Linked DNA regions of Mus musculus: regions 1, 2, 3, 4, 5 and 7 are each linked to region 6. The links are chromatin contacts, called in public Hi-C and promoter capture Hi-C maps. All regions are on one chromosome and are shown on one strand. Each heading gives the region's core, a stretch centred on a gene start, on an enhancer-like site or on the middle of the called end of the contact. The rest is flanking DNA. Distances are from core to core; before and after follow the strand shown. Region 1 holds the start of Pi4kb (phosphatidylinositol 4-kinase beta). Region 2 holds the start of Mindy1 (MINDY lysine 48 deubiquitinase 1). Region 3 holds the start of Psmd4 (proteasome (prosome, macropain) 26S subunit, non-ATPase, 4). Region 4 holds the start of Anxa9 (annexin A9). Region 5 holds the start of Cdc42se1 (CDC42 small effector 1). Region 6 holds the start of Rbm8a (RNA binding motif protein 8a). Region 7 holds the start of Zfp687 (zinc finger protein 687).

Region 1 (2,700 bases), core at 62-2,561, 1.7 Mb before region 6:
GGTTCACTCACCATTTGTCTGTTTCAATAACAGACATGTAGTACTATAACCCATACTTTCTTGATCCCCTCCCCCAAACCTTAGAAAATGTTATTACATCAGATACTACTGTTGTTAATGTAGTGCTATAATAATATTGTCAATATTATTATACAGAAGTTGAGGGTTAGTCCAGCTTGGGGGCATGTGGATATATTCCCACATGTTCCACAGGCCAGTGGCTTGAGCCAAGGAATATCACAAGCAGCCTGGGAAAAATAGACTGTCTCTAAAAAGGGAAAGAGGATAGGAAGGAAGCTAGAGAAGAAAGGGAAAGAAAAAAAAAGGAAACAAAGATCTCAAATCAGCTTATAAGTGCAATGAAGATGTCACCCAAGAGCTAGGCTCAACCCGTAGAATATTAAGAACCTACCCGCCTGCAGTGGTGGCACACGTCTTTAGGCGTAGCACTTGGGAAGCAGAGGTCGACAGATTTCTAAGTTCAAGGCCAGCCTGGTCTACACAGTGAGTTCCAGGACAGCCAGGGCTACACAGAGAAACCCTGTCAAACAAACCTACCCTTACAAGGGGCCTAAGATACTAAGAAAAGTCCCAGGAAAAGCGTTGGGACAGTGATTGTGGGGGGGGGGGGAGGGGTCTATGAGGCCTGTCTCACATGATTTTGTAGCCTTCGGAAAAGGAATAAGCCAAACTTTTGTCATTTCACTCACTTTTCCTAAGCTGGCTTGTCCAGCCTCTGTTAAGGCTTTGGCAGCTGGGGTGACCTTGGAAGCAGCACCTTGTCCCAGAGTGATGGTGCGAAACAGTGAAAGATTGAGGCGGTTGGACTGGGCCATTCCTGAAGCTATAGGGGCAAACTCATGGCATCATCCTTAAAGATGAGTAGGAAGAGGGAAATGAAGGTGATTGTACTCCTTTTTTCGTCCCTTCTCTTTCTTGTCTGTTTTCTGGCCCTCCTGCATGGGTCCTACCGGCTGACTTACGAAAGAAATCCCGTAGGATAGGAGAGGGAGAAAAAAGCCACTGGTGGCAGTTACGGTAACTCAGTGGTTTACGCAAATGAATAGTTTATATATAATTTGCATGTTCATACACTTTTGGAAGTACATAAAATATCGGTACCTCCACGTCCCTCCACTGATCTTACCCACGCTACTTCCCTCTCGGCTTCCTTAGTAAAGCCTGTCTCTTAGGCCCGCCCTCAAACACAGGGCCCGCCTTCCCCCGTAAGCCCCTCCTCCCTGCCCCCCCTCCCTAGCTTCCAAAAGCTCTTCCCCGCCCCCTTTTCCTTTCTGAACAGGCGTGAGTCGGGCAGCTCACTCGACTCAGATTACGATGGCATCAGTAGTGTCCTGACACCGGGAAGCAGGAAAGCAATCTCCCGGAAGAAAGGCTCGGGCCCAGGGGACTCTTACATCGGAACCCGCCAAGGAATTGTTATTTTGTGTCCTGCTAGTGGGGTCCGGTCCAACTTGAAGTTGCGTGAAGGCCCCTTCAGGCGGCGCCGCGGGCAGCCCCGCAGCCGGGGCCTGGAGCAGCCGCCGCGGCCGCTGTCAGGGAAGCGCAGGCGGCCAATGGAACCCGGGAGCGGCCGCTGCTGCTGAGGCGGCGGTGTCGGCAGTCCGACCCCGACCGCCTGCACCCCCTCCGCGAGGGTTCCCCGGAGGTAAGCGGCTCCTCCCCCGTGAGTCGCCTTTGCCTGTGTGTGTGTGTGGGGGGGTCCTTCTGCCACCCTGTCCCGCCCAGCCTACCGCGACCTGGGTTCGACTACAAAACTGCCCCCCTGGTGGCAGCTGCACCCCGAGGTCCTTCACCCTTTCCTCTCGGGCCCGGGGTAGTCTTCTCTGCTTTCTGGCTTCCTCTTCAGTTTAGCCCCTCCCTCTGCCCCGTGGATTCCACCTCCCCACCAGCAGGACACACACTTCGTACCTCTGTTGCCTCTGTTCCGTAACTATCTTCCTAAGTCGTGAACCTTTTCCACATTTGACCCCTTCTACAATATCATCCATGTTTGCCTTCCTCGCCGTTTGTGTTTCTGCTCACAAGCCTCTTCCATGGACTCCGCCTTTATCCCTTTTCCTATTTTGCCCCACTCTTCCGAGTCTGTGCAATCTCAGCACAGAGTTCTCATTTCCCTCAGCTACAGATTGTATCCCTCTCTTCTGCTTCCAATTCCATGACCTCACCATGACCCACTCCCCCAGCTCCTGACTTCCAAGAATTGCCTATTCCCTTCTCCTTAAAGGATCTCAGACTACTGTCATCATACCCAGATACCATCCACTTTGACCTTAGTCCTCAACCCCTCTCTAGGGTGCCTGATGATACCTGAAGCTGTCTTTGGCTTCTCTTTCCCCTTTCTCAATCTCCAGCCCTCTGGAGGGCTTCCCGTAGGAGAAAGCTCTGCCGTGAACACCCCTACAGATAGTGATTTCCAACTTTTGACATTCTCTCCAGGGATTTCCAACTTTTGACATTCTCTCCAGGATTCGGCTGATGTTTGTCTCCCTCGGCTCTGTTTTCCCTGTGGTCTTTAAGTGTTCTCTATCATGCCTTTTATCTCCACATATGATTTCAGATCAGCTAAAGCTTGAACTAAGAAGATGTGAGAGGATGGGGAGCCACAGTTGTCTCAAGCTTTTCTGGACAGATGTGTGTTTCTGAAGGATGAAGCAACTTTTAAAGAAGTCTATCAATCAG
Region 2 (2,700 bases), core at 52-2,551, 1.3 Mb before region 6:
GAGGTGTGCCGTTGCCCCTCAGCCAGGAGAGGTAACCCGGCAGAATGTACCCCGCCCTAGACCTAGGGTCTAGAGCCGAGAGTCAGGGGGCGGGACTCGAACCCGCCACTAAAGGGTTCGGCCTCCGAACCCCAGGAGGAAGTGCGTAATCCGGCACTCCGGGAGTCCGGCGTTGCCCCGCCCCCCAGCGGCAGAGGCTGGGTTCTGAGCCCAAAGACTCATGGGACGTCAAGGAGGAGTATGGTATATCGCGGTGCCTCCTGGGAAATGTAGTCCAGCAGCTCGTGTTTGTCCTCAAGTGAGCAGTTTTCGGAGGGCTATGACATGCAAATTGTGTATGTGTCACAATAACTCGCCTTTATGGCATCTGAACTTGCAGATAGGACTAAGTATAGTACCTTTCCATATATTACACCGAAAATCTGTTCGAGATTGATGTAAATTAATCTCTCAATTTTTTTTAAAATACAAATTCTTTCTATCTAGCCCAACCTGTCTGGAATTTGTAATCTTTCTCCTCAGTTTCCTGAATACTGGATTCACAGGCCTGGTTTGGTTAGGACTTTAAATTACAACATTGCTGTACATATTATTTATTAAAATAGCTTCCCTGGTTAGGTGTTTTTTCTTTCTTTTTTTTAAATTCTCCCCTTTACCAAACTGACAAATCGTGATCAATGTGTTTGTTCACGATAGGAAAACATTACCATAATGTTTGACTTGTTTTCTTAAAACCTACTGTCGTGCCAACTCTTCCTCCTTCTTCATAGCCTTTCTTCTACAGCCTGAGCAAATACTCCTCATTCATGGGCTGTTGCAACCGTGACTTTGCTTCCTGGGTCTCTGTTGCAACAGTTCTCTCGGCTTTCCGAGTTGCTTGAAGCCTTATCCTTTGGCCGTCACATCAATAGAGTTTAGAGGAGCCTTCAGAACCTAAGGCTGGGTTCCAACATCCCTTAACTGCCACTTGCGTGTCCCAGGGCAGACTACTTGGGGGGAAAATGTCCCTTCATCATAACATGTTCCCTCATTTTTTAATCTATCCCCAGATCGTCCTGCTTCTCGGGGAGGTGAGAAGAGGCAGAAGAGCGTCTTCCTCGCCCCCGACCAGGTACACAGCTGAACCAGTTTCATTCCTAGCCTTTCAAAAAAAGCATACGGGGAAGAAGGGAAGCCTTGGGAAAGAGCTCAGGGGCTCCAGAAAACCAGGAGTGGGAATTTTCTTTCTTATTGAACGAGTACATATGCAAACACAACGCCCTTCCGCCCTGCTTTCTTGGCTCCAGAGCAGAGGGCTGCGGCGGGCATCCAGGGAGGTCTAATCAACAGCCGCTGTCCCGCCCTGCTCCTCCGGGCTCTGCCAGGCCGCTTGCTTTTCCCGGTTCTCACCAGAGAGGCACACGCGCTCCGTCCCTTCCAGCGGCAGGCGGAGGGAAGAGAAAGGGTCTGTTGTTTTTCTCTCTTCCTTTCTGCGGCTCACCGGGCTGCTGACCGGCTCAGACAGCCCTGATGGAAATCCTCGGTAGCTGAGCAGGCCCCTCCTCCTCCTCCTCCTCTAGGGACCGCGTCCTTGGCTAATTTGTCTTTGTCCGGACAGGGGGAAAAGAGGGACAGAGAGAAGAAAAAGAAAAACCACAAACTTCCTTTGAAAGCCAGTTTGTAGGCACGGCCTGGAGCGCACGCCGGAGGCTCGGTGACTCGGGAATCCTGAAGACTCTGGGAAGCCAGGCGGGACCGCCTGCGCTGTGCCTTGCTTGTCCTCGGCCCCGACCCTGCTCCAGCGTCCCCCGTATTGGGCGTGTGTCCGGAAGTGGCAGCGACCCAGGCTGGACGCCGCGAGAGTAAACCCGTGTCAAGCCGTGTAAGCTCTGGGGCTGACAGCTGGGAGGCGGCTGGCGCAGTCGGCGCCCCTCAACGATGTCCCCACCTCCCGCGTAGAACCGCCAGAGTTGAGTCCTCTCCCAGTGCCGGAACCTCATCTACCTCTTTGAGGTAAAAACTTTTGTTTTCAAACTATCTTCACCTCGTCTCGCAGCTCTCCCTACCCTCTCTGGGCGAAGTTGACACCTGATGTCCCATCTGTGGTCTCTTAAGTCTGGGTCGCTTACAGGATCCCAGGCACCCGGAGCAGTAAGAGATGGAGCAGTAAAAGAGATGCGGTCTTCAATTTCCCCCTTATAAACCCAAACCCTCTCTCTCCCTCTCCTAGAGAGCCAGAATTACAGGGCTTGCTGTATTCTAGAGGAATCTCAAAGCATGTTGGCATGAAGAATTGCATTTGGTTGGAAAGATTGGGTAATACCAGTTAAAGACGTAGGGAGAAGAGTCCTGAGGGTGGGTGAAGTCTTTAAGGATATACCTATTTCATATGCTTTTCCCACTCTGTGAATAGTATCTGCTGCTGACTAGGAAAGGACCAGAGATTTGACTCCCTGTGGGTCACCATAGGTAATTCCAGGAAGAGGAGGTGTAGATTTGGACTGAGGAAAGAAGAGGAGGGACAGGGCCATAACCCCTGTTTGTTTGGGTCCCCCTCCCCTCATGCTTTCCTCTGGCCTTGCAGGGTGCAGCCCTGTTGCTCTTCCTGCCCTGACACTGGAGCTGTCCTCATTCACTGAGCCCCCACTCCCTCCCATGGTTCTTGTAGCTCCTCTCTTTGGTCGACTAGCTTTCCCAACCCCCACTTAATTATTGATCATT
Region 3 (2,700 bases), core at 51-2,550, 1.6 Mb before region 6:
AACCATCTCACCACCCTCAACAAGTAACTATTTTGTTGTTGTTTTTGTTTTATTTTACCACCTTTTGAGACAGGGCTTCTCTGCATGTCCTAGAACTTGCTCTATAGACCAGGCTGGCCTCAACCCCTAAGAGATCCACCTGCCTCTGCTGCCCAAGTGCTGGGATTAAAGGTGTGTGCCACTACTGCCCGGCCCCAACAAGTAACTTGTAAGAGCAATATTTGGGTTGGACTTAAAATTCCCTTTCATACTAAAAAATCACTCATGATTTGCTTGAAATTCAAATTTAACTGGGCATTCTGGTAGTCTTATTTTGAGACAGAACCTTGCTAGGTAGTCCTGATCATGAAAACTCCCTGTCTCATCCTCCAAGTGCAGGAAACCAAGCTTAAGCCATCCTGCATTTAGGTGGCAGTGCTAGCCAATCTCCAAATGAAAACATGGGCCTAGTGACTCAAGTTTTTAATCCTACATACTCATTCCAAGTTCAAGGCCAACCTGTGCATCTTCTCAAATAGCGACTTCAAAGCCAGTCTGAGCTACAGTGTCAAAGCTCCATCTAAAACAATAATGATGACAAATAATAAATGCAATCCAGGTGTGTGATGAGGCTCATTGGTAGAGCACGTTCCCAGCGTTCACAATGCTCTGGATTCAATTCCCAGAAAACACAAAACAAAGTCCTCTTGTAGCCCTGAAAAAAAATATGTTCTCAGCTTTCTATTTATTTTCTTGTCCTCAGTTTCTAATCTAACTCTTAATAGGTACTCATCCCAAGTATAAACCTGATAAAACCTAGTTCATCCTGCTTATCACGGCCTCTTAATTTGCTGTGTGACTACAGCGGATCCCCTAAAGTCCTTCCGACTCATTATGAGACAAGGACTATTTTCCAAGAATGCGGTTGTGAGGTTTACATGCGATAAAGTACAGAGAAAAGAAAAACTTGGAGGCGAGTGGAGGGGGCAGTTGGCCTCTGCTTTATGGGAGACCTGAAATTCAGGGAAGGGAACAGGAGTTCCCGGGCCTGCGTTCCTGGGCCGGGATGACTCAGGGAGTCGTCTGCCAGAGTCCCGCGGGCCCCGAAGCCACATCTCGCCCGGCGACCCAGTCCCCAGCCCAGGCCCTCGGGTTTCGGCGCCACGCGCACCAACAACCCAGACGCGCCCCCCAGCCACGTCCGAAGCTCCTCACCAAACCATAGTGCTCTCCAACACCATCTTGCCTCCTTCCCTCTGCGGACCGGCTCCGGGACTGACAAACAACAGCACCTCCGATTGGCCTGGTGCTCATCACCAATCAAAGAACTCAGTCTTCATGCTGCCCCGCCTCCGCGCCCCGCGGTGTGTTCTGGGACTTGTAGGCGCCACAGAAATGGAAAGGTTGGTTATCCAATAGAGTTGGCTACCTTCGCAGCAGCTTCCGGAACAGCTGTAAGCTCTCTGCACTCGCCTGGCAGCAACACTCCAGTGTGAGGCAGGAGAGCTGTAATTTACCCCCTCTTCTGCTCTCTTTCTTTTGTATATTTGGGTTTTTGATTTGTTTTTGTTGTTACGGTTTGAAAAAGGATGACAGCAATTCGCTGTGGAGCTCAGGCTAATAAACTCTATTGCTTCACCTCCCAGTGCTGTTTACAAGGGGCACACTCATGCTAAGATCTGAACTGCAATTTCCAGGCCAACGTGGGCAACATAGCTACTACGTAGTGACACTGCCTCGAACACATAACAGACACTCATGAGTGCATACACTACTGTGGATATGTCAGTCCAAGCATAATCACTTAAAAAGTGTGTCAGCATCGTTAACCACATTTTAACTTCCTGTTTCCCATTGCACTGTGTTTATGCAACTGCTACAAACACTTGTATCCTCAAATTCGATTTACCTATCTACTGCCTACCAAAAAAAAAAAAAAAAAAAATCTATGCAATTCCTAACTCCAGTATTGAGTCTGACAGGATGAAGGAATCCAGAAAAGTTTTGACCAATTAAAAAAAAAAAAACAAACCAAAAAAAATTTTTAAGCGTTTGTGTGTGTATTCAGGCCCTGCAGAGGCTGGAAGAGAATATCAAATCCGGAACTGGAGTTCCAGGCAGCTGTGAGCTGCCTGTCTTGAGTTCTGGGAACCGAACTCTGGTCCTCTAGGAAGAGCAGTAAGCGCTCTCTCATAAGCACTGAGTCATTTCCCCAGCCCGCAGTAAACACCATGTAATCACCCAAGGAACGAAGGATAGCCAGCAAGTTATTTTGGTTTGTTAATTAACCTTTAACACCAACCCTTGGGAAGCAGAGGCAGGCATCTGTGGGTTTTAGACCAGCCTGATCTATATAATGAGTTCCAGGGCAGCCAGGGTTATACACAATAAGACCTTTTCTGGGGGTCAAAGAAAAGAAGACCTGTTGGCACTTGCCTGCGATCCCACCTATATAATGGAATGATTACAAATTCATGGTCATCTTGGAAATTTAGTGAGAGAATTCTCAAAAATAAAAAGGGAGAAGGGCTTAAAAGATGTCTCATAGTTAAGAGTCCATCCTGTTTTAGTAGAGGAGTAGCATTCTGTTCCCACCATCCATATGGGGTGGCTAACAGCTGCTTACAATTCCAGCCCCAGGGGACTTGATGACTCCTTCCGGCCTCTGTGGTTATTCAAGTAAACACACACACACACACACACACACACACACACACACAC
Region 4 (2,700 bases), core at 178-2,677, 1.3 Mb before region 6:
GGGGCTGGAGAGATGGCTCGGCGGTTAAGAGCACAGGCTGCTCCTTCAGAGGACCTGGGTTCATAACAAAGGCGGGAGAGACAGCTCAGCTGTCATGTTCTTACTTACAGAGGACCCGTTTGATTCTCAGCACCCACATAGCTGCTTACAACCTTATATAACTCCAGTTCCAGGGAATCTGATATCCTCCACTGACCTTGTTGGCCACCAGACATTCGTGGAACACATGCATACATTCAGGCAAAACACTCACACACATAAATTTAAAAAGAAAAAACAAAACTATTTTATGAAGGTTTAAAAAAAAACATAGTCTCCCAAATGCTGGGACTGTGCTTGGGCATGAGATGTGAAATTGCACCAGGCAGGGTTTTGGTTTTGTTTTGTTTTGTATTTTTTTTGGTTTTTCGAGACAGGGTTTCTCTGTGTAGCCCTGGCTGTCCTGGAACTCACTCTGTAGACCAGGCTGGCCTTGAACTCAGAAATCCGCCTGCCTTTTCCTCCCAAGTGCTGGGATTAAAGGAGTGCGCCACCACTTCCCAGGGGATAGTTTTTAAAGCATTTTTTACATGGAAGAAGCTAAGCTTAACTCTCCCGGTTAAGGGTCACTTGACAACTTAGTCAAGTTCTGTCCATAATGGGAGTATGGGAGATGGGAGTTAAGGCTGCTGGGCGCTTTCTCTCTCTCTCTCCCCCCCATCCGTCCCCTTATTTATTAATTTATATGAGTACAATGTGGCTGTCTTCAGACGCACCAGAAGAGTGCATGGGATCCCAGATAGTTGTGAGTGACCATGTGGTTGCTAGGAATTTAACTCAGTATCTCTAGAACAGCAGTCGGTGTTCTTAACCGCTGAGCCATGTCTCCAACCTGCTGCTCTCTTCTTGAGGCATAGATTTTATGGGACTATTTAAGGGAAAACAGGTTCTAATACGAAACTGATCACGGCTAACCATAGTGTAGCCTGGAGTACATTTTACAAAAGGTTTGAGTAGCTCTGTTAGGACTCTAAACAGCAGGGCTGGGGGAGGGGGCATTGTGGATCTCACCGTAGGGAGCATCGGGATCTGTGCAGGGTTTTCTCCGCGTGCACCCTTCCTCTGATGCCCAGTGAAGCCGGACGATGGGATTGTAGCATTCAACCCGGGGGTAAATCATGGGCTGAGGTCGCCGACCACACCAGGGCCGCGGGGTTGGGCAGAGGCAGCCAGCTCTGAACTGCTCTGGGCTCAAGCACCAGGGGGTCCCTGACCAATGTCCGGGTGGGCCGCAACCGCGCCACTCAGAGACCCAGGCGCCCTGCGGGGCACGTGCCACCCGCCCCGTCGGGGCTCCTCCGCTCCATAGGCGCAGCGCAGGGTTCCGGGCACCGGGCCCCGCCCGGCCGCGGCCCACACCCAACTCAGCTCCGCTACTGGGCTCGGCCTGGGCTCGCCGGGGCTCGGCGGGCAAAGGAGGAAGGAGGGAGGGAGCCGCGGGCAGCGGAAGGGGGAGGAGAGGACCCGGCCCAGTCAGTGCGCACCGGCCGGGCGCTAGAAGTGGGAAACGGAGTAGCGGCGCCCGGGCCGGAGCAGCTCTGCACCGGACGCCGAGTAAGTCTGTGCGCGGGTCCGCGAGGGTGGCGGGGCAGTGACGGGCGCGGGGGCTCAGGGTGCAGCTCGGAGGGAGCGGGGCCTCCACCGGCTCATGGCGGCCGGCCTGCCGGAGGGCGGGCCGAGCGCTGCTGGAGCGGGCGATCCGGGCCCGGCTGGGGCCTCGGACCAGAGAAGGCCTGCGGGGCAACAGGTAGGGGGACTGGGGCCGGGCGCTCGCTCAGGATCCATGGTACAGACGCCCCTTTGTTAGGAGTGGAGCAGTAGCGGACCTTCGGTGCTAGAAGCCCCTGCGGGCCCGCGTGCGTCCTGGGGCCTGAGTGTGGAGGCCGAGGAGGAACGGTGGCGGCCCCTGCTGTTGCTGCTGTTGCTGCTACTGCTACCGCCGCCGCTGCCGCCTCTGTTTCTGACCCCCTTGTGCCCATCCCAAGAGGGAGGTCAGAGTGTCCATGTGCCTAACGGGAAACAGGAAGGAGTACACTCTTTAGTGTCTGTCCCGGCCCCAAAGGGCTCACATTCCTATACCGTTATGGGGCGTGTTTGGCCAGCTCTGGGTTGTAACTTGCTAATTACAGGCCCAGAGGCCCTCAAGTTAGTTGGCTACCTGCAGGTGGGTGGCATTTCTTTTTAGCCTGAGCTTGGGAATTCCTGTGCCTAAGCTGCACTCCTGGCATCCAAACCAGATCTCACTTATCCGAGTTTCCAGCCTCAGCTGTCAGGGTGTTCTAAGCGCTGTGAGGTCTGGAGTGAGCCGGTCTTCCCCAGAACTGAGTTAGGGAAGGCCTCCCCCAGAAATTACTTCTGTTTGTGTGAGAGCTGGGGTAGGGGGTCACTTCCCATCCCAGAGCTAAGGTGACTGTCTTGCATTTGTGATGGGGCCCCTAAGGTCAAATATTCCGTTCCTTAGGTCTTGTTTCTGGCCACATAGTGCCTAATTTCTAAGGGGTGTGGTGTGGTGTGCTGTGTGTGTGAACTAGTTCTGGTGCCTCTATTCTCACTGGAGCCTCTGACTAGGTTTCTCTCTGTCGCTGGCCACAGGGAGACTGACATTGTACAGTTCCTTTCAACACTACCCCATTTGCCGCTGCTACTTCAACCTACTGGCCT
Region 5 (2,700 bases), core at 61-2,560, 1.4 Mb before region 6:
ATGGTGAAAATTGACATATTTGCTCAGTAAATGCCACCCAGTTATTTTATGCAGAGTAACTTCTAAATTTTCATTGTCTATTCTTAGAGATAAAATGATTAGTAGATACACACATTTAAAAGATACACTTTCTTTAAACTACCTGGACACACCCAAATACCCTTTGTCCAGATCCCCCCAAGAGCATTCAAGGCCTAATCCACAGGGCCTTGCTGTGTCATGCTGCCACCATGCAGTCTAAGGAGGGATGGTGGTGGATGAAAATGGAGGCTTCCTGGTATTTCTCATGTTGCTCTAGGATTTTCCTATTAGCCACAATCCTCCCCTTTTTCTAGGAGGAGCTGCAAAGACAAATCTGCTGTCATAAGTAGTTCCTGTGAGCTACACTGATTGCAGCATGCCATCGGGCAATCCCACAATGGCTCCCACCTGTCCCACCTAAAGCCTCTTTGGAGCAAAAATCTGAGATAGGGAGGAGATTGTTAAAGGTTCCAATCACTCTCAATAGCATCTCATGTTTAAAAAAAAAAAAAAGTACCCTACTCCCCAAACCTCCCTACAAGAGACAGAAAATCGAGGGGGATAGAAATACAAGGGAGTAGAGGCTACAATAATTACAGTAGGAATAAAGATTCACCAAATAACTGGTAGCAGAAATTATAGCTTGAAAAGGAAGATATAGATAACTAGACACTAGACAGAAGCCATTAGATGCACAGGGCAAAAATTATAGGAAAATGAATACATGAAATGAAGAGCTAAATGCCGAGAGATGATTACAGGTAAAGTGCTAGAAATGAATGCCTAGGTCCATGGTAAGGCATGGATGGAGATCTTAACAGATAAAAAATCTGGTAACGAATAGTAACCCATTGTTCATAGCGCCCCCTTCTCTCCTCTTAAACTGCCCCCCACCTCGGTCTCACACGGGGTCTTTCAAGCTTAAGAAGCGGTCCCTCGTCTTGGTTACCTGTTAGCAATGAATGACTAGGGTGTTCCGAAGACGGAAGGGATGCCTCAGGGGCTCGGGGGTCGGCTCTGGACTGGAGAGGAGGAGGCTGCTGAAGGAAGCTGTCGCGGATGTGACGGCTTTGTCTCCTCACGCCTTCTCCCTCGTCTGTGACAGAATCTGCCGCTGGGTCTCCCCTGCAATGCAGCCCCTCCTAGCAAGGGCGGAAGCACTCCCCGCCCCCTCTCTGCCTGACTCGGCTAATTCGAGGGATAGGTTCCGGAACACGCTATCCACCGTAGAGCCTCTCCGTCGGCTCGCACCGCACCCCCACCTCTCCAAGTACCCTCGTGCTGACTGGAGCGCATGGCTGAGCAGTTAATTGTCCTCTAACTTAGATGTATGGGTTAAAAAGTCTTCCGGTTAAACAACAGAATGGCCCTCCTTTCCCACTGTAAGGACTAAAGGGGACTTTGGGAGACTCAGAAAGGGCCCCAGCGCATCGTCCTCTCAGCGCCTGCAGCAGGTGGACAGACTAGCACAGACAGTTGGGGTGCCGCGGTTGTCCCCGAGCGCGGTGCTTGCCGCTGTCCCCGCGGGCCACGCCGTGCGCCCCGAAGCTGGGCGGAGCGCTGCGCTCCGCTCTCAGCCCCTGGGTTTCGTAATCGCGTCGCCGGCGTTTCCGCCCTCCGCCAGCCCCACCTCTGCCGGCCCGCCCTCAACTCCCCGCCGTGCCGAGAAGCAGCCAGGGGACCCGGAGTGGCGGAGCCCCCGCCCGCAGTGGGGACGCCGGGGAGCCGCAGGTAAGAGCGCCGGGCGAGCCGGGCTGCGCGCGGGCGGCGGGGAGGGGAGGGCAGGGCAGCGGGGAGGTCGCGATCACAGTACACGCGCGGGCGGCGCAAGCCACGGAGAGGCAGGGAAGCGGCGACTGCAGCGTGGGGCCGGGTGGAAGGTGCGAAGCGACAGGGGCTCCTCGCCGGCCCTCTAACCTGAGAGATCTGCTGTGCTAGAGAATCCGAAGTGGTGCTGGGCCCCGGAAGGTCTAAGCCAGAGTGAAGCAGCCACGGAGAACATTGACAGAGCCAGTACAATTCATCGAAGTTCCCATCCTGGGTCGCAGTGGGTGGGGGACGGAGCTGGAGTCTGACGGAGAATATTGGGGGAGGGGAAGAAATTAGGATCTCCTTCTGTTAACTTTTAAGTATCCCCAGCCCTTCCCTGGGGTTAGGGCAGGGTTGGTGCTCGGACAAATATCTGTAACTTGTTTGAAAATGGGGCCCATTCCTCTCTTGGGAGTCCCTCAGCAGCCCGCTATGTTTGGAGGGTCTCCACACAGGGACCAGCTGCATCCCCGGGCTTATAGCCAGAATTTGCCCACACGATTCTCAAGTCTCTTTCTCTCCAGCTGCTTCTTGCTTCTTGTGAAGGCTTGTCAGACAGCGGGTTGGAGAGGGAGGCCTTGGGGCCGGAGGCAGCGGGACCGGGAGAACCGGTTTGGGGCTACCACAGGCTCGGGGAACTACCTGTGTACATCCTTCCTCCCCACCTCTCTCCTGCTCGCCCCTCTACAGCTCTGAAGTGTGTAAGGCCCACCGGGACGATGACGGTGGTTTAGGGTTTGTCATTTCAAGTTCTGGGTTTCTGGTGGAAGTGAGAGGGGCCCTCCTGTCAAGGATGTGGCTTTCTGCGCTTTTGTCCCTGATCCCTCCTGGCTTCCTTTTTACTGTGGGGATGAAGTAGTGGGCCATGGA
Region 6 (2,700 bases), core at 105-2,604:
GCTACAGTGTACTCAAATAAATAAAAAATAAACAAACAAAAAAAACCACCTGAGCGGGGAAGTGGTGGCACATGCCTTTAATCCCAGCACTTGGGAGGCAGAGACAGGCGGATTTCTGAGATCGAGGACAGCCTCGAAATACAGAGTGAGTTCCAGGACACCCAGAGCTACACAGAGAAACCCTGTATTGAAAAGAAAAAAAACAAAAACAAAAACACCTGAGATGGTTCTTCTCAGTTGTCAGGCTTACTCTCTCTGGAATGAACTACAAATCCAGAAATGAGGGGCACACCTGTGATTTTCTGTTTGGTGGAGTGGGTAGATCCACTTCTAGTCCAGACTTTAGGTAGGAAAGAACACCTCTGAGCTACATCTAGAGGCAGGAAGACACAGGCTTTTCTTTAATCTTTTGTTTGTTTGTTTTGTTTTTGTTTTTGGAGACAGGGTTTCTCTGTGTAGCCCTGGCTGTCCTGGAACTCACTCTGTAGACCAGGCTGACCTCGAACTCAGAAAGCTGCCTGCCTCTGCCTCCCAAGTGCTGGGATTAAAGCGGGCAGGCACACCTTTAACCTGGGCCACACCTTTTGCTGAAGCCTATATAAAAACATGGATGAAGGAAACTTTTGCACTTTGCCTTGCTCATAAGTCCGTTTCTTCACCGGCACTGGAGCCTACTTTTTCTGGATTCTAGACCAGCTGAGACATCCAGCCTTGTGGAACTAAGCAAATACTAGATTCTTCGACTTTCTGGACACATCTAGTTATTCTCCAATTAGCTGGACTGCAGCCCGTAAGTCATTTCAATAAACCCATATATGTAGATATGTATCAAAGGATTTCTTGCTAGTTGAAAGTTTTATGAGAAAGTCACTGACTTCACTCACCCTTTAAATTTGCCCCAACGCGGCTGCGCTCCGGACCTTCAATCTACCTGATCAACTTGGCTGTAGAACTTCCGAAACCACTTTATTTTACTTTTTATGTTTTTGAGAAAGGGTCTCATTCTGTAGCCTTGGAGCCCGGCGTGGTAGCACAGGCTTTTAATCCCAGCAGCATGTGGAAGGGGAATATAGTTGGATATCTGTAACTTCGAGCCCAGCTAGGGCTATATAGAGAGACCCTGCCTCAAAAGAAAAGAAAACAAAACACAATCACAAACCATGTAGCCTACGGCCTCATACTCGCAGAGCTCCATCGGGGTCCCAGAGTGCTGGACGTTTCTAGCGCTTCATAGTGGGGCCGCCTACATTGGCGAATTTTCACCGCGCCGAGGGCGGGACTTGGAGGCAACCTTTAATTGGTCAGCCTAACTCGTGACGTTTTTCTTCTGCGACAGCTTCCCGAGGTGCTTAGCTTCTAGAGACTCAGAAAGCGCCGAGAGAAGCAAGATGGCGGACGTGCTGGATCTTCACGAGGCGGGGGGCGAAGATTTCGCCATGGATGAGGATGGGGACGGTGAGGAGAGTGGAGGCGACTGCGGGAAGAGGGGAAGGTGCGAGAGGGGAATGCAGTAGAAATTTTCCTGGGACGTCACCCCACGAACTGGGTCTGAAAAGATAGACTCCTCCCCCTTGGGAAAGGAATTAGGGGCGGAACTGGGAAGGGACTGAAGCTGGAGTCTGTGTCGAAGCTTCCAGATAGTCTAGGAAACGCGACAGGTTTTTTTTGTTTTTTTTTTCAAATGACTCTTATTTTTGTTGCTTCTTATTTTCTCACCTGGAACTCTAGAAAGCATCCACAAACTAAAAGAAAAAGCAAAGAAACGGAAGGGCCGCGGCTTTGGCTCCGGTGAGTGTGGGGAATAGGGTAGAGTGGTCTAAGAGGCAGAAGCCCGCGAATTTGGGAGTGTGAGGGGGACACATTTGGAGGACAGTTTTCGGTGATCTGGTATGAATTCTTTTAGAAGAGGGGTCCCGAGCGCGGATGCGGGAGGATTACGACAGTGTGGAGCAGGACGGCGATGAACCTGGACCACAGCGCTGTAAGTAAATAGGACCTATGGGGAGTCTGTGTGCACTGGCACTCAAATGCAAAGTAAAGAGTTGTTTAACCAGTCTCAGAAAATTGCTTATTGTAGGTTCTTTTCAGAATTTTTCTTTTTTAGTTTGTTTGGTTTTGGGTTTTTTTGTTGTTGTTGTTTTGGATACAGGGTTTCTCTGTTAAGCCCTGGCTGTCCTGAAACTCTTTTTGTAGACCAGGTTGGCCTCAAACTCACAAATCTGCCTGCCTCTGCCTCCTGAATACTGGGCTTTTTAGCTTACATGTTCATACAACACTTTCCCTACCCAACAGCTGTTGAAGGTTGGATTCTCTTTGTCACTGGAGTCCACGAAGAAGCCACTGAAGAAGATATCCATGACAAATTCGCTGAATATGGGGAAATAAAAAATATTCACCTTAATTTGGACAGGCGCACGGGATACTTGAAGGTAGATTTTCTTGCTTCCCTCACTTACAACTCTTAGATACATTGATTATGTTGTTTTTGTGAGTTGATCAAGCACAGGTAGGAAGTGAAATGACATTGGAAATTGATTTTGTTACCCACATGAAAGAGACAGAAACAGAATGAGCATGTTTGTGTATATAATGGGGATATGTGGTGTATAGCTGCGAAATTTTTCTTGTAACTATGCATTTCTGGTTTAAGGAAAAGAGTACTTGGTTGGTGAAGTAAAATTCTGATACTTTTTGTTGTTT
Region 7 (2,700 bases), core at 65-2,564, 1.6 Mb before region 6:
ACCTGCGAACCTACCTCTCCCAACCACCTCCCTCTGGCGTGCAAGTGACTTGGAGGTCATCCGATAGCCACCTGGAGCAGACAGTGGGCCAAACACAGAGGCTTAAGGCCAATGAAGATCCTCCACTCAGCCGCCAGGCCTGTGGAGCTGCCATCTCCCTACCTACTTTCCCCCTCTGTTCTTCAAAAGCAAAGGGGGCTTAACAAGAAAAGGGTGAACAGACACCGGTAGGGTGGGGGCTCCATTGCCCTTTGCCCAAGGCCTACAGCGCAGAGCAAAAGGAAGGGGCCAGAGCACGGCCAGGGGCGATTAGGTTGCGGCCAAGCTGGGCAGCGGGCGGCATTTAAGTCCCTGCCATCTGCCAGGGACTGGCGCGGAAAGTAAGTCCGGGGTTTCGGGTAGGGGACAAGAAGTACATTTAAAAACTAAAGGGTAAACTGAGGCGAGTGGTGCTTCTTTCACTTTCACCGGCTAAGAACTCAAGGGAGGGCCTCGGTGAGGCCAGGCCCTTAGGATCTGCGGCGCTGCACATTGGGGGCCAGGACTCCCCGGCAGTGGGGAGTGGCGCGAGGGGAGTGGAGACACAAGAGGGGGCGGTCCCTGCGTGATTCTAAGCTCTGCAGCCAGGTCAGTCCAGACTCGAACCTGGTCCCCTTCATCTCTGCGCGCCGGGCAGCTTGCCCTGTCTCTGACCCCCAGAGGCTCTCCCCAGACCCGAGTGACTGCAAGGAGCTCGCCAGGATCGAGGCGCTAGCCTGAGTCCTGCCTGGGTCCGGACGCTGACCAGCACCCGGTCGGGATGCAGGCTCCTCTCCTGCTGGGCCCAATTCCCCCGCCCCCACCGCCCGGCACGGACACCATTTTAGGTCGCGACATCCCGCAGCCTCGAGTCCCCCGGCCGCACTCTGACTGCCTCTCAGTCTAAGAGCGCCAGGACTTAGGGGTCCAGGAACCCCCTCCCACGTTACCAGGCTAGGGGGCCGTGCTTCCAGCAAACTGGAGTTCCCACCGGTGGTCCTCGAAGAAGAAGGCGGCGACCCGGCCAGGCCAGCAGCCGCCCCAGGGGGCGGCGGCACGGAGAAGGGGGTAGTTGACCAAGTGGGGGAGGGGCAGGGGTATTTACCCGCCCCCCCGGGGGGCGGAGCCAGGGGCGGGTATTTGCCGCGAGCGTGCTTACTTGTTCCGATCCTGGTGCGGGCTGAGACCCTACGGCCTCCTCCCGGTTCCAGCCGCCACCGCCGCTACCGCCGCCGCCGCCCTCCCCGCGGCCGCCGCTACTTCCTGCTTCTCTCCGCTTCGGCCTCCCCTCTCCCTCAGCTCCCTCCGTGCTCCTAGTCCGGGCTGCCCGCTTTCATACTCGCCATTGGCTAATGGACCTGTCATTCAACTGTGAGCCCCACCCAGTCCCGTATGGGATTGGCCCTCCATACCCCGCTCGGAACTGGCCCCTCATAGTCTTCTCATCACTATTGGACAAAGGGCCTGGGCCCTGTGGAGAAGGTTCTCCCCATTGGCTGCTCCGGAGTCCACCTGCCCTGTCTGAGCAGCCCGAAAGCCATTGGCCGCCGCCGCTGTCGCTTAGCAAGAAGCCAGCCTTAGTCTTCGCTTTGGGTTGCGAGGGGTGACTAGCTAGCTCAGAAGCGTAGCCATCCTCTCTCCATTGGTCGCTCGAAGCTGGACACTGTGCCTCACATCTACAAACTTAGGAACTCTAGCTGTATGGCGGCGCGTCTAGGGGAACCTCGTCGGCTCCGTGTGGAACCTGGGTGTTTTAAGTGTTCGTGCCGTTTCCTCAGGCTAAGCCGCGCTCGAACGGATGCGGTGCTGGGGGTCACAAAATGAGGTGCCACCCCCAAACATTACGTCATCGGGGTGACCATTGCCTGGGGTTCCTCGCAGTCTAAACTGCTTTATAATCCGGATGGATGCGGTTCTGGCGTCCGCCTGCCTCTGGGCGTACGCACCACGCACGGCCCCTCCCTCTGCGGGAGAGCTGGACAGACTTTGGGATTCCGAGTGTAAAAGAAACCGGAACCACCGAGACCTGAGACCTGGGACACGCTGCGACCGGAAGTGGGGGAGGTGACGTTGGGAAGTGCTGGCGTGGCCTGGGCCACAACCAAGGAGAGCTTAAGGTAGTATGCTGATAGGCTTCTTACGCGAGAGAAGGAGGGAGCCCAGATCTATTTCCCATTTAAGAGAGCTCCCTTTTCTCCGCCCCTGACGGGAGCTGGCATTACTGTTCCCGTTGAGCTTTCCCGCGCTTTGCTGCCCCGCCCCTTGGAGGTGGGAAAAGGGGCGGAGTCGCCAGGGAGACGAATTGCCTTGACACTCACCCACCTGCGCTGGCTCAGGTTTTTGCTGGATCCATCTGCAGGCCCAGTGTGCCACCTGGCGCGCTCTCTACCCTGGCCCCGCGCCGCCGCCGCCCACCGCGACCGCAGCCGTTTCAAATGACAAGGGTTTTTAAATTTCTGTTTTATTTTCACTTTTTGCAGTGTTCGGAGTGGAACCTAGTGCTTCACCCAGTCCAAGCAAGCAGCCCACCGACATAGCAGCTTGGCGAGTGTTTTTGTTTTGTTTTGGCGATACTGATTATTGGACGTTGGGAGTCGCACACGCTTGGCAGGTGCACTCGTAACACTGAAGCTACTCTATACCCTATCACTTTTTGGGACAGGGTTTCCACTAAGTTGTCCT

What was found. Promoter capture Hi-C pulls out the DNA fragments that hold promoters and counts their contacts. A called contact is a pair of places that touch in the nucleus more often than the background predicts. Capture Hi-C pulls out chosen DNA fragments and counts their contacts.
Region 1: a contact with region 6 is called in a promoter capture Hi-C map of adipose tissue, with 3 times the contacts expected there. The contact joins the promoter of Pi4kb here to the promoter of Rbm8a in region 6. A contact is called at or near these places in 4 of 39 promoter capture datasets (liver, neutrophils and pre-B cells) and 2 of 9 other capture datasets (adipose tissue and liver).
Region 2: a Hi-C map of B cells shows a contact between it and region 6, with 7 read pairs. The contact joins the promoter of Mindy1 here to the promoter of Rbm8a in region 6.
Region 3: a promoter capture Hi-C map of pre-B cells shows a contact between it and region 6, with 5 times the contacts expected there. The contact joins the promoter of Psmd4 here to the promoter of Rbm8a in region 6. A contact is called at or near these places in 2 of 39 promoter capture datasets (liver and pre-B cells) and 1 of 9 other capture datasets (liver).
Region 4: a promoter capture Hi-C map of pre-B cells shows a contact between it and region 6, with 2.5 times the contacts expected there. The contact joins the promoter of Anxa9 here to the promoter of Rbm8a in region 6. A contact is called at or near these places in 1 of 39 promoter capture datasets (pre-B cells), 1 of 484 Hi-C or Micro-C datasets (B cells) and 1 of 115 datasets of contacts at active chromatin or transcription factors (bone marrow-derived macrophages).
Region 5: a contact with region 6 is called in a promoter capture Hi-C map of pre-B cells, with 2.7 times the contacts expected there. The contact joins the promoter of Cdc42se1 here to the promoter of Rbm8a in region 6. A contact is called at or near these places in 1 of 39 promoter capture datasets (pre-B cells) and 1 of 9 other capture datasets (liver).
Region 7: a promoter capture Hi-C map of pre-B cells shows a contact between it and region 6, with 2.7 times the contacts expected there. The contact joins the promoter of Zfp687 here to the promoter of Rbm8a in region 6. A contact is called at or near these places in 3 of 39 promoter capture datasets (liver and pre-B cells) and 2 of 9 other capture datasets (adipose tissue and liver).

What each region holds. Positions count from the first base shown.
Region 1 is chr3:94,973,420-94,976,119 of GRCm38.p6, forward strand. Pi4kb (phosphatidylinositol 4-kinase beta) reads left to right here and starts at 1,312. Exons shown (of 11, transcript NM_175356.3): 1 at 1,312-1,666. It overlaps B230398E01Rik (a long non-coding RNA gene), which reads right to left. Exons shown (of 4, transcript XR_003954666.1): 2 at 1,930-2,700.
Region 2 is chr3:95,281,634-95,284,333 of GRCm38.p6, forward strand. It overlaps Mindy1 (MINDY lysine 48 deubiquitinase 1), which reads left to right and starts at 1,302. Exons shown (of 10, transcript NM_199475.1): 1 at 1,302-1,992. It overlaps Prune1 (prune exopolyphosphatase), which reads right to left and starts at 443. Exons shown (of 8, transcript NM_173347.2): 1 at 1-443.
Region 3 is chr3:95,041,314-95,044,013 of GRCm38.p6, forward strand. It overlaps Psmd4 (proteasome (prosome, macropain) 26S subunit, non-ATPase, 4), which reads right to left and starts at 1,301. Exons shown (of 10, transcript NM_008951.2): 1 at 1,195-1,301. The coding sequence starts at 1,220.
Region 4 is chr3:95,313,753-95,316,452 of GRCm38.p6, forward strand. It overlaps Anxa9 (annexin A9), which reads right to left and starts at 1,428. Exons shown (of 14, transcript NM_001379545.1): 1 at 1,051-1,428. Cers2 (ceramide synthase 2) reads left to right here and starts at 1,438. Exons shown (of 11, transcript NM_029789.2): 1 at 1,438-1,593. It overlaps LOC115489748, which reads right to left and starts at 2,044. Exons shown (of 2, transcript XM_030252979.1): 1 at 2,005-2,044; 2 at 992-1,812. The coding sequence starts at 2,044. The coding sequence ends at 1,010.
Region 5 is chr3:95,227,114-95,229,813 of GRCm38.p6, forward strand. Cdc42se1 (CDC42 small effector 1) reads left to right here and starts at 1,311. Exons shown (of 5, transcript NM_172395.3): 1 at 1,311-1,752. Mllt11 (myeloid/lymphoid or mixed-lineage leukemia; translocated to, 11) reads right to left here and starts at 1,564. Exons shown (of 2, transcript NM_019914.4): 1 at 971-1,564.
Region 6 is chr3:96,628,574-96,631,273 of GRCm38.p6, forward strand. Rbm8a (RNA binding motif protein 8a) reads left to right here and starts at 1,355. Exons shown (of 6, transcript NM_001102407.1): 1 at 1,355-1,455; 2 at 1,729-1,788; 3 at 1,904-1,981; 4 at 2,293-2,429. The coding sequence starts at 1,389. It also overlaps the pseudogene 6330549D23Rik.
Region 7 is chr3:95,014,143-95,016,842 of GRCm38.p6, forward strand. It overlaps Zfp687 (zinc finger protein 687), which reads right to left and starts at 1,315. Exons shown (of 9, transcript NM_001357863.1): 1 at 1,178-1,315. It overlaps 4930481B07Rik (a long non-coding RNA gene), which reads left to right and starts at 1,387. Exons shown (of 2, transcript XR_003954670.1): 1 at 1,387-2,135; 2 at 2,499-2,700.